Regions from separate parts of the Mus musculus genome. Here region 2 is linked to region 1. The links are chromatin contacts, called in public ChIA-PET maps. All regions are on one chromosome and are shown on one strand. The core of a region is the stretch at or near the end of the contact, and the rest is flanking DNA. Distances in the headings are between cores, read along the strand shown.

Region 1 (6,550 bases), core at 2-2,501:
CCCTTTGTTTAGGCAGCAAGGGACCAGGGCCAGTCAGGAAATCCAAGGGCTTAAAATCTGTCCAGTACTTTCACAACCAAAGAACAAGTTGCCAAATGGTTTTCTCTCAAAAGAAGCCAGTCAGCTGAGTCCTAGGAGAGGGACTCTGAAGAAAACAAAATCAATCAGGAGAGAAGGAAATCTTTAATAATAATAATTAACAATAATGGCATTGCTCCTCAAGATTAAGAAAACTGAGTTGATGAAATATGAATGAATATATTTTTAAAGCCAGGCGAGAAAGAACTAGGATTCAAGATGATTTTAAACGCCATTCAGGGCCAACACTTTTCAGTCTATTAACTTCAAAAAACCCCAGCTCCTTTGTGCTGATCCTTAGAGCACTTGAAGAGAGATGAAGGTAGGTATTTACTGAGAAATTGAAAGGGTGAAGCCACAGCCAGAGGCAGTCCTGCCCTGGAGTGTACCCTCCAGCTCTTGTTCCCAGAATCTCCAGCGCATTGTTAGGAAATCCACCCAGGAGCAAGAGTGCCAAACTCCATCTTCTCATTACCTCAGACACTCAACATCCTCCTTACCTCAAATTCTCTTCAAACAGCTACTCAGTAGAAAATACATCAGGAGAATAAAAACTAGAGAGTGCAGGACAGGCGGAGGAGCCATAGTGTTAAAGGGCGGCATGAACTCTTTTATATATATATATATATATATATATATATATATATATATATATATACATATATATATATATATATATATATATATATATATAATCAGTTGTAATTAAATAGGAAAATACATGTAGAAATGACCATCTATGGTGGCTTCGTTGTGAATTTGACTGCATTTGGAGTCAGCCAGGAGCCAAGCTTCTGAGGGTGTTTCCAGAAAAAGAGAAAGAGACCCACCCTGAGGTAAGCAGCAGCATCTGCTCGTTATGGTCTCACAGTGAATGAAAAGGAGCTGAACACATGCGCTCTCTGTCTCTGCTTTGTGGATACAACATGACTCACACTTCCTGCCAGAGTGAACTTTACCCTTGATATATATATTTTTTTTTTTTTTTTGAGATAGTGTTTCTCTGTATGGCCGCCTGGCTGTCCTGGAACTCACTCTGTAGACCAGGCTGGCCTCAAACTCAGAAATCCGCCTGCCTCTGCCTCCCGAGTGCTGGGATTAAAGGCGTGCACCACCACCGCCTGGCTGAGCTTCACCCTTGAATTCCTTTCCTTGAGGTGTTTCTCGCCAGGTGTTTGGTTATTGCAACAAGCAAAGCAACTTGTGCATCACAGTAACCAAGCGGGAGCTCAGACTGGGAAGGATTTCAGACTGTTGTCCAACCAGGCTCCGCAAGCTTTTACCTCACAAAACAGAAACTGCTCCCAAGAAAACCTCCCCATATCCACTCCCATTTCTCTTTCTGCCATCATGAGTTTCCTAGCCTGGCAAAACCACACAGTATCTGTCTTGCTGCAAATGGCTTTTCACATAGCATAAGGTCCTCAAGGGTCACCACACTTGTATCAGATGTCAGGAGGTTTTTTTTTTTTTTTTTCTCTTTAATAGTTCATGGTAGGCAGATACCACATTTGGTTTATCCTTAATCTATGAGTGCTAGGTTGTACAATTTAAGAAGTCTCTGGTATGGGCAAGACAGATGGCTTAATGGTTAAGAGCACTGGCTACTCTTCCAGAGGTCCCAGGTTCAATTCCCAGTGTCCACATGACAGCTCACAACTGTCTGGAGGACCGTGGGCACCAGGCATATAATTGGTACACACACATACATGCAAGCAAAATATCCACTTGTAGTAATATAAACTAAAAAAATTTAAAAACTCTTTGGGAATCTATATGGTATGTTTATAAAAGTATGTCACCAGTCACAATCAACAATTTTGAGACCTCTTCTGTTTGGCTAGCACAGAAGATAGGATCTGCCTACACCACTGTTAACTATTATTATATTGGAATATTTTGCCACTTTCAAGATATCCCAAAGCTAGATTTTCATCTGTCTTGTCAGTGACTACTTTAGTTGTCATTTTAGAGGAGATAATCCCATTTAATTGAGTAGTAATTTAGTAATAATGGAAATGAAGCATGTGCGAAGTGTCTAGCACATCTGATCTAAATGCTCGTTAGCCTTGCTGACGACTTCCTACCTCTCTACCCCAGTCACGTGACTGTTGAAGCTGCCTGACCTGCGGCCTCCATCAGCATCCTTGCAGGGAGCAGCCACCTCGCCTTTACGCTGCATCTCTCTTCACCTCAGTGCTGTTAGGATGGCCGGACACAAACTATTTCGTCTTCATCATCCAAGTCTCTACATCTTTGGAGACACACATTAGAAAGACAAACACATACTGCATAACTTCCATACTGTATGTAATGCTGTGATCTCAAGCTATAGGAGACCCCAGCTATAGGGACAATCAAGTCCATAACAAGCAATTGCCCAGATATTAATGTGTGTGTGTGTGTGTGTGTGTGTGTGTGTGTGTGTATAAATTTCTCAATTAGTGATCAGTGGGGGAGGTCCTAGCCCATTGTGGGTGGTGCCATTCCTGGGCTGGTGGTCCTGGGTTCTATAAGAAAGCAGGCTGAGCAAGCAGGGAAAGCAAGCCAGTAAGCAGCACCCTCCATGGCCTCTGCATTAGCTCCTGCCTCCAGGATCCTGCCCTGTTAATTTCCTGTCAATGATGAACAATGTGGAGATATAAGCTGAATAAACCCTTTCCTCCCCAACTTGCTTTTTGGTCATGGTGTTTTGTCGCAGCAAAAGAAACCCTAAGACACAGGTATATGAAATTCGACCACCAGTTAAAGGGGAACCTTCATACCTTGGCAGAGAACTGGGCTAGGAGACTGGACCTGACACCCACCACAAAATTAGATTATAAAGAAGTCATCATTGATAGTCTAAGTAAAAGGTAAAAGTGTCTTCCATCTGGGCCAAAATTCTATCAGAGTCATTTTAGACCTGCTCCAAACAAAGAAATAAGAGATTGATCAAATAGCAGAAGTATGATCACTTTAGCTTGATGATAATGTAAAGAGAGAGCCTGATTCTTCTAGATTTGCTTTATATGTATGAATATATACCACATTCATGCTCGAGAATTTCCATTGTGTGGGTGCTAGAACTCAAACCTAGGTCCTCTGTAAGTACAGCAAGCACTCTCAACCCCTGAACCATCTCTTTAGCCCCAGTAACCAGACATTTTCTAACCTAATTTGGTCTCAGATAGCTCTAAGCAACTCTACTTTCTCCTAAAGCTACAAATGAGGTGATTTGAGGCCTCTCCACCAGCCTTCCTCACAGAGGGTCCTGGGCGGCCTTTCTGATGGTCATTGTTGTTTATTGGCTTTGCCCCTACTGCTTTCTGTCTTGTTATCCGCTCTTCTCCCCGTGTATAATCGACCTTCCTCACATGCAACGGTCAGCATGGTTCCATTATTGTCAAGTGCCCATCTTCCAGGTGAGCTGGAAAATGTTTTGTGACTAGTAAGTGCGTGACGGGGTGGGGGGGGGGGGTCGGGAGGTGAGGGTCGAGGGGAGAGAGACTTCTCACGTTTGTGTTGCCGGTGTCTCTAGGGTAAACACTTCTACTTCAGTGTTCCAATCTGCCACCATACTGATTGCATCGCTGACCTGACAGTGGAGAGACTCCTAAGCTCTTCTGCAAGCAGGTTGTGGCGCGTGACTAGTTCTGAAAGAGAGAGGCACCGCATTTGATGACGACAGGGTCCTTCCTACCCACTGACTTACAACCTAGGACAGTTTGCAATGGGGGACATTTGGGCATCTTTACCTGTGAGGTTCACATGGTCAGTCTTCCCCTTGCCGGTCAAGCCACACAGTCACCAGCGTCACACTTAGCATAGCTCCTCTCAGGTCGCCTGTGGGTGCCCTGAGCCCTCTGAGTGCACATCAGTGTTCGAGGGAGGATATGTCCCGTACTTCCCCCTTTGCAAATCTTCGTACTTGGCCTCTAGACCAGTGCAAATTACAGTGTTTAGTTAAGAGGATTATCTCACTTGACCACACACACACACACACACACACACACACACACGAGAACTCCCTTCTGGCCTGGAGCTTGCAACAATCTCTCCACTTCTGCCTTCCTAGTGCTGGCAGCATTGCAGGTCTCCATGACTAGCTTTCAAGGGATTCTCGAGCATTTGGTTGTTGTTAGCTTATTGGAAGCTTGCTCAGTTTTCCTATGTCTTTTCTGGGCCCTGCATACTTGGTGTGACATATATATATATATATATATATATATATATATATATATGTAAAAACGTACCCTTTGTCTACTATTAGAACCGTGTTTACTATCATGTGAAGTGTCTGTTGCACAGCAAAGGGATCTTTAAGGGCTGGTAACTCATAAAAGTACTGTCTCCCATCCAAGCGCCAACCAGGCCCAACTCTGCTTGGCTTCTGAGGTCAGATGGGAGCAGGTGCATTCAAGTGCTATGGCCATAGATGTAAATTGTGTTAAGAAAGATATGATGGTGACTTGTGAGAGACCTACCTCTATTTTTGACTGCCCCGCTACCTGAAGCAAATTAGTCAGGTTTAAGTCCCCCATGTTCAAATCAATGGTAGTAAGACAGCTATTGGTGTGTTAAAGACCCGGAGAATGAAAAGTGCCTAAACATTAAAAAATACTATGAGTAAATATATTTGTCAGGCATAGGGATTTTTCTAGAAAATAAGCATTTTGCATCGCTGGAGTCTTTTTTTTTCTTATCTCAAAGATTCTTGGAACGCCTACAGAACTTAAGATTTGACAACCAGTTTTACAAGAACCTTGTCCAATATTTTCTCACATTCAACAGTCGGCCAAATTCCGCATTAAGTAGAGGCAGACACTGTAAACACAGATTAGTATCATTTGCTGAGGCCCCTGTGGGATTTCCTTTAGGGGAAAAAGCAAAAACTGTGATAGAATAGCAGAGAACAAAGGGAAGAAAGAAAGCAACGCCACAAGCAACCCCATGCCTGCTCATCGCCAGGGTTTCTGATGTGACCCCAGCTGCTTCCACACAAGAGCTTCTTTGGTTTCTTTGTGGAAGACTGTTCTACCATGGGCAGAGGGGAGGGGCAAGGGGCGGGGCCTCCTCTTAGTACTTCAGAAGGAGACCAGCAGGTAGCCAGAGAAGTCTATGTCAAGACTGTTCTTCAGGCTGCTGAGGTAGCTCAGTTGGTAAAGTGCTTGCTGTCCAAGCAGGAAGGCCTGGGTTCACTCCCCTAAACTATGAAAAGATTGGGTTGGGCTGGGGTGAGCGTGGTTATTTGTAATCCCAGCCCTGGGATGTGGAGATAAGTGGATTTTGGCCAGCTTGAGTTGGTAAAATGAGAGACTGTTAGAAAGGTGCATGTGGGGTGGGGGGGGGGGGTTAGGTGGCACTTGAGAACTCAGGCTTTCACTTGTGCAACAGATGCGTCCCTGACCTAACCTTTGTGGTTCTCTAAATTAACACCCCACTGACTTAGTCAGGGTTACCACTGCCTGGATGAAACGCCATGATCAAAAGCACGGTGGGGAGGAATGGGTGTATTCAGCTATCACTTCCACATCGTAGAGCACCACTGAAGGAGGCCAGGGCTGGGATCCAGAGGCAGGAGCTATGCAGAAGCCATGGAGGGGTGGTGCTTCCTGCCTTGCTCCCCAAGGCTTGATCAACCTGCTTTCTGAAAATCCCATCTATAAGACCATCAGCCCACGGATGTGCTCTCCCCATCAGCTAAGAAAATGCCTTACAGCTGGATCTTACGGTGGGCTTGTCTCAACTGAGGTTCCCTCCTTTCAGATAGTTCTACCGTGTGTCAGGTTGACATAAAATTATCCAACACAGTTGACACCTTGTCAACTTGACACACGCCATCCCTGTTAAGCCAAAACCTTTCCTTTCTTGCTCATCCCCAAGATCACACATTAATAAAGACATCACGATATAAAACATTGTACAAACCTAAAAAGTCCCACAGCCTTGCAAATTAACACTTTAAAAGTTGTCTCTTTAAAAATACCCAGTCCATTTTAAAATTCTATTTTTCTGAAACCCAAATCTCTCTCTCTCTCCCTCTCTCTCCCTCTCTCTCTCTCTCTCTCTCTCTCTCTCTCTCTCTCTCTCTCTCTCTCTCTCTCTGGTTTAGTCTCTCAAATGTGGGCCACTGTAAAGTCAAAAATAAATCCAGTCCTTTGTTCCTTCAAGAGGGAAGAACCAGGGCACAGTCACAATCAAATGAAAGCAAAACCAAACTCCAACAGTATAAATAACTCGATGTCTAAGATTCACTCCAGATCTTCTGGGATCCTCCACGCAGCTTGGTCAGGTCTCCAGCTCTGCTGTCTGCAGAACACACAGCTTGTCCTCTTGGCCCCAGCTGATCCCCTAGATAACCAGAACCTCAGAGACAAGTGGCCCTGATAGAGTCTTTAGTCTCTGAAAGTTTACAAGCCTAGCCTCGTCTTCTGCACTGTCCTCGACGTTCTTGGAGTCTACGATCCTGCAGAACAACCCACTAAGCACT
Region 2 (6,646 bases), core at 207-2,706, 69 kb after region 1:
CCAGACCCGAGTGAACAAGGAAACCCCAAAGCTTCGTTACCTTTTTCCTCCTCTGAAGAAAGTTCTTCTATTGGTTCCAGTATGTGTGAAGAGAACACTTGCTCTGTCAATGAAGAAGAAAAGGAGTTACACGAATACATTTGTTTGCTTCCAAATAATTTATACAGACATACATAGGTATATACAAGCTACTATATGCACATATCCCCCGATATATTTTGCCTAAATAGCAAAGATCTATTGGGAAATACTAAGGCAATAACTTCTGATTTTATTATTTTAGTTTATTTATTTATTTATTTATTTTTAAAGATAGGGTCTTATATAGCTGAGGCTGGCCTTGAACTCTCTTTATAGTGAGCAGTGACCTTTAACCTTGATCCTGCTTCCACCTCCTACACGGTTGGGTTGTGAGCATGGTCCACCATGCCTGGCTGAGGCGGCAACAACTGGCCACTTTTTCAGGAACTCTCCGATTTCTAGGTATTCTCTATTAACTTCAATTATTTTTAAATTACATATTTCGAGGACTCAAGCCTCTCATGCCTTAATCTCTCGCTGACACATGAGATACAACTTAAAAAGTTCTTTCCCATGAGCCATCTGTTTAAAATACAACAGCAGAGATAAAGCCAAGTAGAAGCCAGACCGTCCGTCCAAGAGGGACGGATTAGAACTTCATAGCACACACCTATGCCTGGCCACCTGCTGGAACTCTTAACTTTTGGCTAGGAGAAGCTGGCAAAGATGAAAAGAGCGAGTAAAACTCGAGTGTGAAGCAAGAGCGGGTAAGCAGTCACACGGAGACACAATCTTACAGATATCCAAGGCCCCAAACTCCAGCTCTGTCTTAGAGAGCCCCCAGGGCGAGGCTACAGGCTGGAGATGAGCCTGGCCTTACAGTAGGGTGAAGTGGAGAGAGCTATCCCATCTCACCCAGGACATGAGTTGGAGACTGGGAAATACGATGCCCGGTTGACTTTTACCAGGGACATGACTTTTATCCATCTGCACAAGGAAATCTGCCAGGAGCTCTATCAAACCAAGCCCCATCCTGGGAAGGGATGAAAGACACATGGGGAAGGTGCTGGGGCAGGGGCCGTGGCGGCATTCGGGATTGAGGCACCGGCAACAGGCAACCATCAAGCTGGCTTACAGGATACACAGCTCACCCACCTGCAGCTCAGAGACCACAGAGCACTTTTCCTCCTGACACTCTTTCACCCGCCTCCCCCCCGTCACCCTAAGCAGTCAAAGAATCTCTAACTATGCTGTATATAAGTGCCAGGCCATCCACCAGGCCATCCACGCTCGAGGTCACACTCCTGTCCCTCACTGTGGGAAGGTTTTCGATCCAAGTCTGACTGGAAAATAAAAGGCTCGCATGCACGATTGCAGGGGCCTCCACAGTTCTTGAGCTCTCACGGGTTTCGTGCAGAGCTGGGGCATAACACCTTCCTACCACAGGAAGCAATAAAAGCTGAGAGTCCCTCTCAGACAAGACAAGCTACAAAGAAGCCTCTGAGACCAGACCAGAGACCATCAGAGCTTTCCAGAAGTCTAGAACAGTCATTTGGAAAAAACTCTAATGTGATGAGTTCCCTGCAGGCCGTGGAGTGTGCTCCAGGTTCCAGGCATTAGCGAGCTGTCGCGCATGCTCCCATGCACCCATGTCCCTCGGTGGAGCTGTTGCCTGAATCATTTCTGCTTCTGTAAGTAGCCAGCTCTTAGGGAAGAACTGTTAGGTCCACAGTTACCAATAGCCCAAGCTGCTCTTTCCAGCCTTGATTCTTTGGACATACTCTGTCCAAGCCACTGTCTCCATAATCCAGCTCTCCAATCCTTCATGCCCAGCATGATCAAGGACATCCAAAGGCTACGCATGTCCACAGAAACACCTCGACAAGTGGAGTCTTGTGCTTAGTCCTCCTTGAATAATCAGAACCAACATCTCCCTCAAGTCTCTTCTGTGTGCTCTGTGCTCAGCTAAGTGATTAGCTGTGCCACTACTATAGTCAGTGTTTGCCTGCTACATATTCTGCCCATTGTCTGCCCTACCTAGAATGCCATTCCAACACATTCATTTTTGCCTCCATGACTCAAATTGCCAGAGACTGACAACCCATATCACCATAGTCTATCTGTTCCCTTGTAATAACACAATGGCAACTATTTGGTTATTTTGTAGACTGCAAATTCCTTAAGGACAGACTTTGTTTCCATTTATTCCTGAGGCTGCTGCACCTGGCCTTGGCCTTGCACATGCAGGTTATGTTAGCATTCTGTCTAAACTCCACCCCATAGTTACCAGGCAACAACCATGTAGGCCTGACCCACTATAAAAGTGGCTGCTTGCCCTCTCCTCCCTCTCTTACTCTTTCTTCCCCCTTGCCCTCTTGGGCTCTTCCCTTCCCCTCTCTCTCCACGTGTTCATGACCATGGCTGGCCTCTACTTATCTACTCTCTCCCTCTCTCTGCCTTTCTCTGCTTCTACTACCCTCTTAACTCTTAAATATCGATTAATTAGCACTTTAGTTCCTGCATGGTTCTGTGTGCATAGGTGTATAAGTGTGTGTGTGTGTGCATGTGTGTGTTCATATGTTCTGTGTATGTACATCTGTGCATATGTCTATGTATGCTGTGTGTGTATGTGCACGGGTATTCATATGTGTGTACAATGTGTGTATGTGTGCGCATATGTTCATGTGTGCTATATGTGTATGTGTGTGCATGCGTGTGTGATGTGTGTGTTTGTATGTATATACATGTATGTGTATGCATGTATGTATTGCATGAATGTGTGCATGTATGTGTGTGCATGTGTGTGTTCTGTATGTGTACATTGTGTGCATATGCTCATGTGTGCTGTGTGTGTATGTGCATGGGTGTTCATGTGTGCATGTGTAAGTTTATGTGTTCATGTGAATGTCACGTGTTTGTATGTATGTGAGTGTGTGTGTACATATGTGTGTGATATGTGTTCATGTGAGTGTGTATGTGTATGTGCACATGTGTGTGCATGTGTAAGCATAGGTGTGAGGGCATGGCATGCATAGGTCGTCAGAGGACAGTTTAGGTCCCAGTCCTCGTCTCCCACCTTGTTTTCATTCAGTCACTTCTTTACTGCTTCGGGCCTTGGGCTGCTGGCCAGGGAGATTCCATGGACTCTCCCATCTCCCAGTTCACCTCAGTAGTGCTGGGATTACAGTGTGGGTTCTGGGGATCCAAACTCCTGTCCCCACACTTGCATGGCAAGTGCTTTATCTACAGAGCCACTTCAGCTACTTCCTTGCTCACGTCTATTCTCTTAAAGGGTTCAAGCCCAAAGCAGAGGACAGTAATTATTAGAGTTTAAACCACTGGTAGATGAGGCAGGAAAAGGTGGCCCTCTTGAGGTTCCTTTGTAAGGTATGGCAGCCGCAGGAAAACACAAAGAGCAGAGGAGGAAAACCTGTAAGAAGTCCAGTTCAATAGGAAAAGAAGAGCCATATCTGCAATAGGAAAAGAGCCATATCTGCAATAGGAAAAGAGCCATATCTGCAATAGGAAAAGAGCCATATCTGCAGACAGCCATCAGTCTACCAGAGCATGAGCGTACTACTCCACTGTCCTGGCCGAGGACCAGTTTCTGGCAGCGTTTTCATCCCTGGGGCTTGGTCCAGTCTGTTGCCCTTGGTTTCTATCTTTTTTCTGCATTTTCCTGACCAATCATTGAGACTGTTTATTTTAAAAAGGTGACTAGCTACCATGCTGAAAGTTATAAAAACAAACTCGCATGCCCTGTGGCGTGTGCTGGTTGGCTGGTCTAGTATCGAGCCACCTTGTTCTTCCTCTGTCCCTACCACTTTCTTCAAGGATCATAAATAAATGAAGTACTGGTGTTAAAACTGCTGTCGGTAAGTCCAGCAACACACATACCCTGTGTGCTTTTTGGCTTTGACGGTATGTCCCTTTTTTTTGGTCACGTTGTCGGTGAAAACAGCAGTTTTAATAACTGCTTTGTAGTTGCTAGTGTTTCCTGTTTTATATAATCGCATGCCCGCTGGCAATCTGGGTTAATGAATTATCTAACTCTGGGTGAAAAATGCACACGGAACATTAAGACTACTGGTGAAACCTACCATGTACCATGGTCAGGCTGGATGCACCATCCAGATTCTGTGTGGCCGAGGCAGTCACTGAAACAGAGCAGAAGAGAAAGCTCACTGGCCCGGTCACTACAGCCTAGGCATCTGACTGTGAGCATGACTGTACACGCTCCAAAAAGATACAGACGACCCACAGGAAGCACACACCTCACACAGCACACACTGCCCTGCTGGCCTCATTAGGTTTTCTTAAGTTGTTCTAAAGTATTACTTGGAGGTTCCAGGGATAAAACCCAGGGCCTTGTGCACGCTCGTTGAGTGCTCTCCCACTGAGCTACAACCTCGAGTCTCTAAAAATAACTTCTCTGAGAAATAATAACTTGTGTATGTGTGTGTGTGTGTGTGTGTGTGTGTGTGTGTATGTACATGCGTGTGTGCCTGTGTGTGCATGCACTTGTGCGTGCAGCTTTCGGTATATGCACAGGGTTGTGACAGCACGATCACTCACTCACCCTCGGAGCACTTCTGTCAGTCTCCTCAGTGGCAATGTGTGTTAGCTCCTTCTCTACCCATCTCTTCAGCCCCTGGCGACAATGATTGTCCCCTGTGTGTCTGTGACTTGGCTTCTTCTGAACATTTCACACATCCAGGACTACACACTATGTTCTGGCTTCTTTCGGTTCGCATGATTTCGCTGTGTGATACATCACCATTGGCGTTACCCGACGGTCAAGTCACAGCCCAGTGTTTAACTAGACCCCAGGTGTCTATTACATGATGGGCATTTGGGTTGTTTTCATCTCGGAAGGAAGCTTTGATCAGTTCCGAAAGATCCTGAGCCTTTCTTCCAGAGTTTCACTGTTCCTAAGAGCCCTTGAAGTGCCTGATCGCACGGCCGTCCCTCCCCCCCTCCCCCCCAAGCCCTCTTAAACAGCTACCTAGTGGTTTATGGTTTCTTCCACTAGTTCACCTTGAGTCCCAATCCTACCTTGAAAGTATTAGTCCTAACCTTGTAGCCTTTAAAGAGTTACACTTTCTTTCTTTAGAATAAATACAATACTGTTCCACTCCTCTCTGTCCATAAATGACTGGAAGCTTAGAAAATAGGACTTCTGGGTTCATTTGCAACTCATGCAAATCTACATCGAAGCTACAAACGTGGGAAACATCGAGCCGGCTGATGTTTCATAAATGGTTACTGAAACACAGCCGAGTTCACTGCTTCATCATCTACAGCTAGCTTTGTGATGTTATACCAGAGCTGGACAGCTTCAGACGAGCATCTTGCCATGTAAATAAAGTAGCGACCATCCCGATATTTACCCGTTTTACAGGAAAACCAACTGAAAGGTTCTGGATGGTACTTCAGCTTTTGTTTTGTTTTGTTTTGCTTTGTTTATTTTCTTTATTTGCGTTTCCCTTTCCAGGTCTCACCTTCGGAAACCCCCTATCCCATCCCTCCTCCCCTGCCTCTAGGAGGGTGCTCCCCCACCCACCCACACCTGCCTTCCCAACCTGGCATTCCCCTACACTGGGGCATCGAACCCCTCAGGCCCAAGGGCCTCTCCTCGCACTGATATCCAACAAGGCTATCTATCCTCTGCCAAGGCTGGAGTCACGGGTCCCTTTCTATCCCTTCTTTGGTTGGTGGTCCAGTCCCTGGGAGCTCCGGGGGGTCTGGCCTGTTGACACTGTTGCTCCCTCCCCCCATGGGGCTGCAAAGCCTCTCAGCTCCTTCAGTCCCTTCTCCAACGCCTCCACTGGGGACCCTGCATTCAGTCCAATGGTTGACTGTAACCATCCGCCTCTGTACTGTCAGGATCTAAAGCCAAAGGACATGACTGTGTTAAAACTGACCGTCTGCTAATGGGCTGCTGCAGGCTACAGAACACCTCCCTTACGACGGAAGACAGTCACAGGCCCAAAGTGGCTAGGGTCTGCTCTGATCACGCCAGGGTCTTGCTAACCTACACTCCTCACTCCCGACAGCAGCAGACAGCAGGGAAGAACATCTGTCCCAGATGACTGGCCACAGTCTGCATCACAGAGCAGCCCACATCCATCAGCCTTGTGTTGGGCGCTGGAGGTCGTCCATCTTGCCAGGAATGGATCAGATGGGTGCATTAGATCACTTCTATGCTGACCCTTCCTTTGCGACTTGGATTTTCTTATCTTAAATTTTAGGGTACCTGTGCTCCTCTCCTGAAAACACTCTCCTTGTCACCCCTAGAATCCTGGATTTTTAAAGCGGTCTCCACGCTGGAGGAAAGATTGGGAATGAGTAAGCCACCCCTACCTAAGGGTCCCCTACATATGGAGCATGGACCCACCTACCTCCCAATTCTCTTCATCCCAGGGACATCACTACTTTTTCTCACTATATAGAATGTGAAATTTACACATACTTCTCTAAATAAATTTACACACACACAAACCATACAAGCACTATATACATTTTCAAACATAAAATTATTTGAAAATCTGAAGAGTAAACTCTTTACTACATTAAGATCTTAATAACTGACTTCTCATATCCCATTGGATCTGGCTGCCTGCCT

Evidence for each region. ChIA-PET counts read pairs in DNA pulled down with a chosen protein or histone mark.
Region 2: a contact with region 1 is called in an RNA polymerase II ChIA-PET map of memory CD8 T cells, with 3 times the contacts expected there. The contact joins two enhancer-like sites. A contact is called at or near these places in 1 of 39 promoter capture datasets (embryonic stem cells), 5 of 15 datasets of contacts at CTCF or cohesin (CD8 T cells, the G1E-ER4 cell line, embryonic stem cells and 2 more), 109 of 484 Hi-C or Micro-C datasets (the 3T3-L1 cell line, 8-cell embryo, the AML12 cell line and 47 more), 8 of 115 datasets of contacts at active chromatin or transcription factors (CD8 T cells, astrocytes, effector CD8 T cells and 4 more) and 4 of 9 other capture datasets (adipose tissue, embryonic stem cells, liver and 1 more).

Annotation. Positions count from the first base shown.
Region 1 is chr14:118,822,535-118,829,084 of GRCm38.p6, forward strand. It overlaps a transcript of Cldn10 not described here. Among named protein-coding and RNA genes, the nearest start is that of Gm32382, 5.6 kb to the left of the region's middle. Within about 2 kb of position 1,252, at least 22 of the 459 cell types and tissues checked have an H3K27ac peak or open chromatin away from gene starts, as enhancers often do. A contact at or near this core is called in CD8 T cells, double positive thymocytes, effector CD8 T cells and 1 more, where this site is marked.
Region 2 is chr14:118,891,730-118,898,375 of GRCm38.p6, forward strand. It overlaps Dzip1 (DAZ interacting protein 1), which reads right to left. Exons shown (of 22, transcript NM_025943.3): 13 at 4,122-4,178; 14 at 41-103. Among named protein-coding and RNA genes, the nearest start is that of Dzip1, 30 kb to the right of the region's middle. Within about 2 kb of position 1,457, at least 20 of the 459 cell types and tissues checked have an H3K27ac peak or open chromatin away from gene starts, as enhancers often do. A contact at or near this core is called in CD8 T cells, double positive thymocytes, effector CD8 T cells and 1 more, where this site is marked.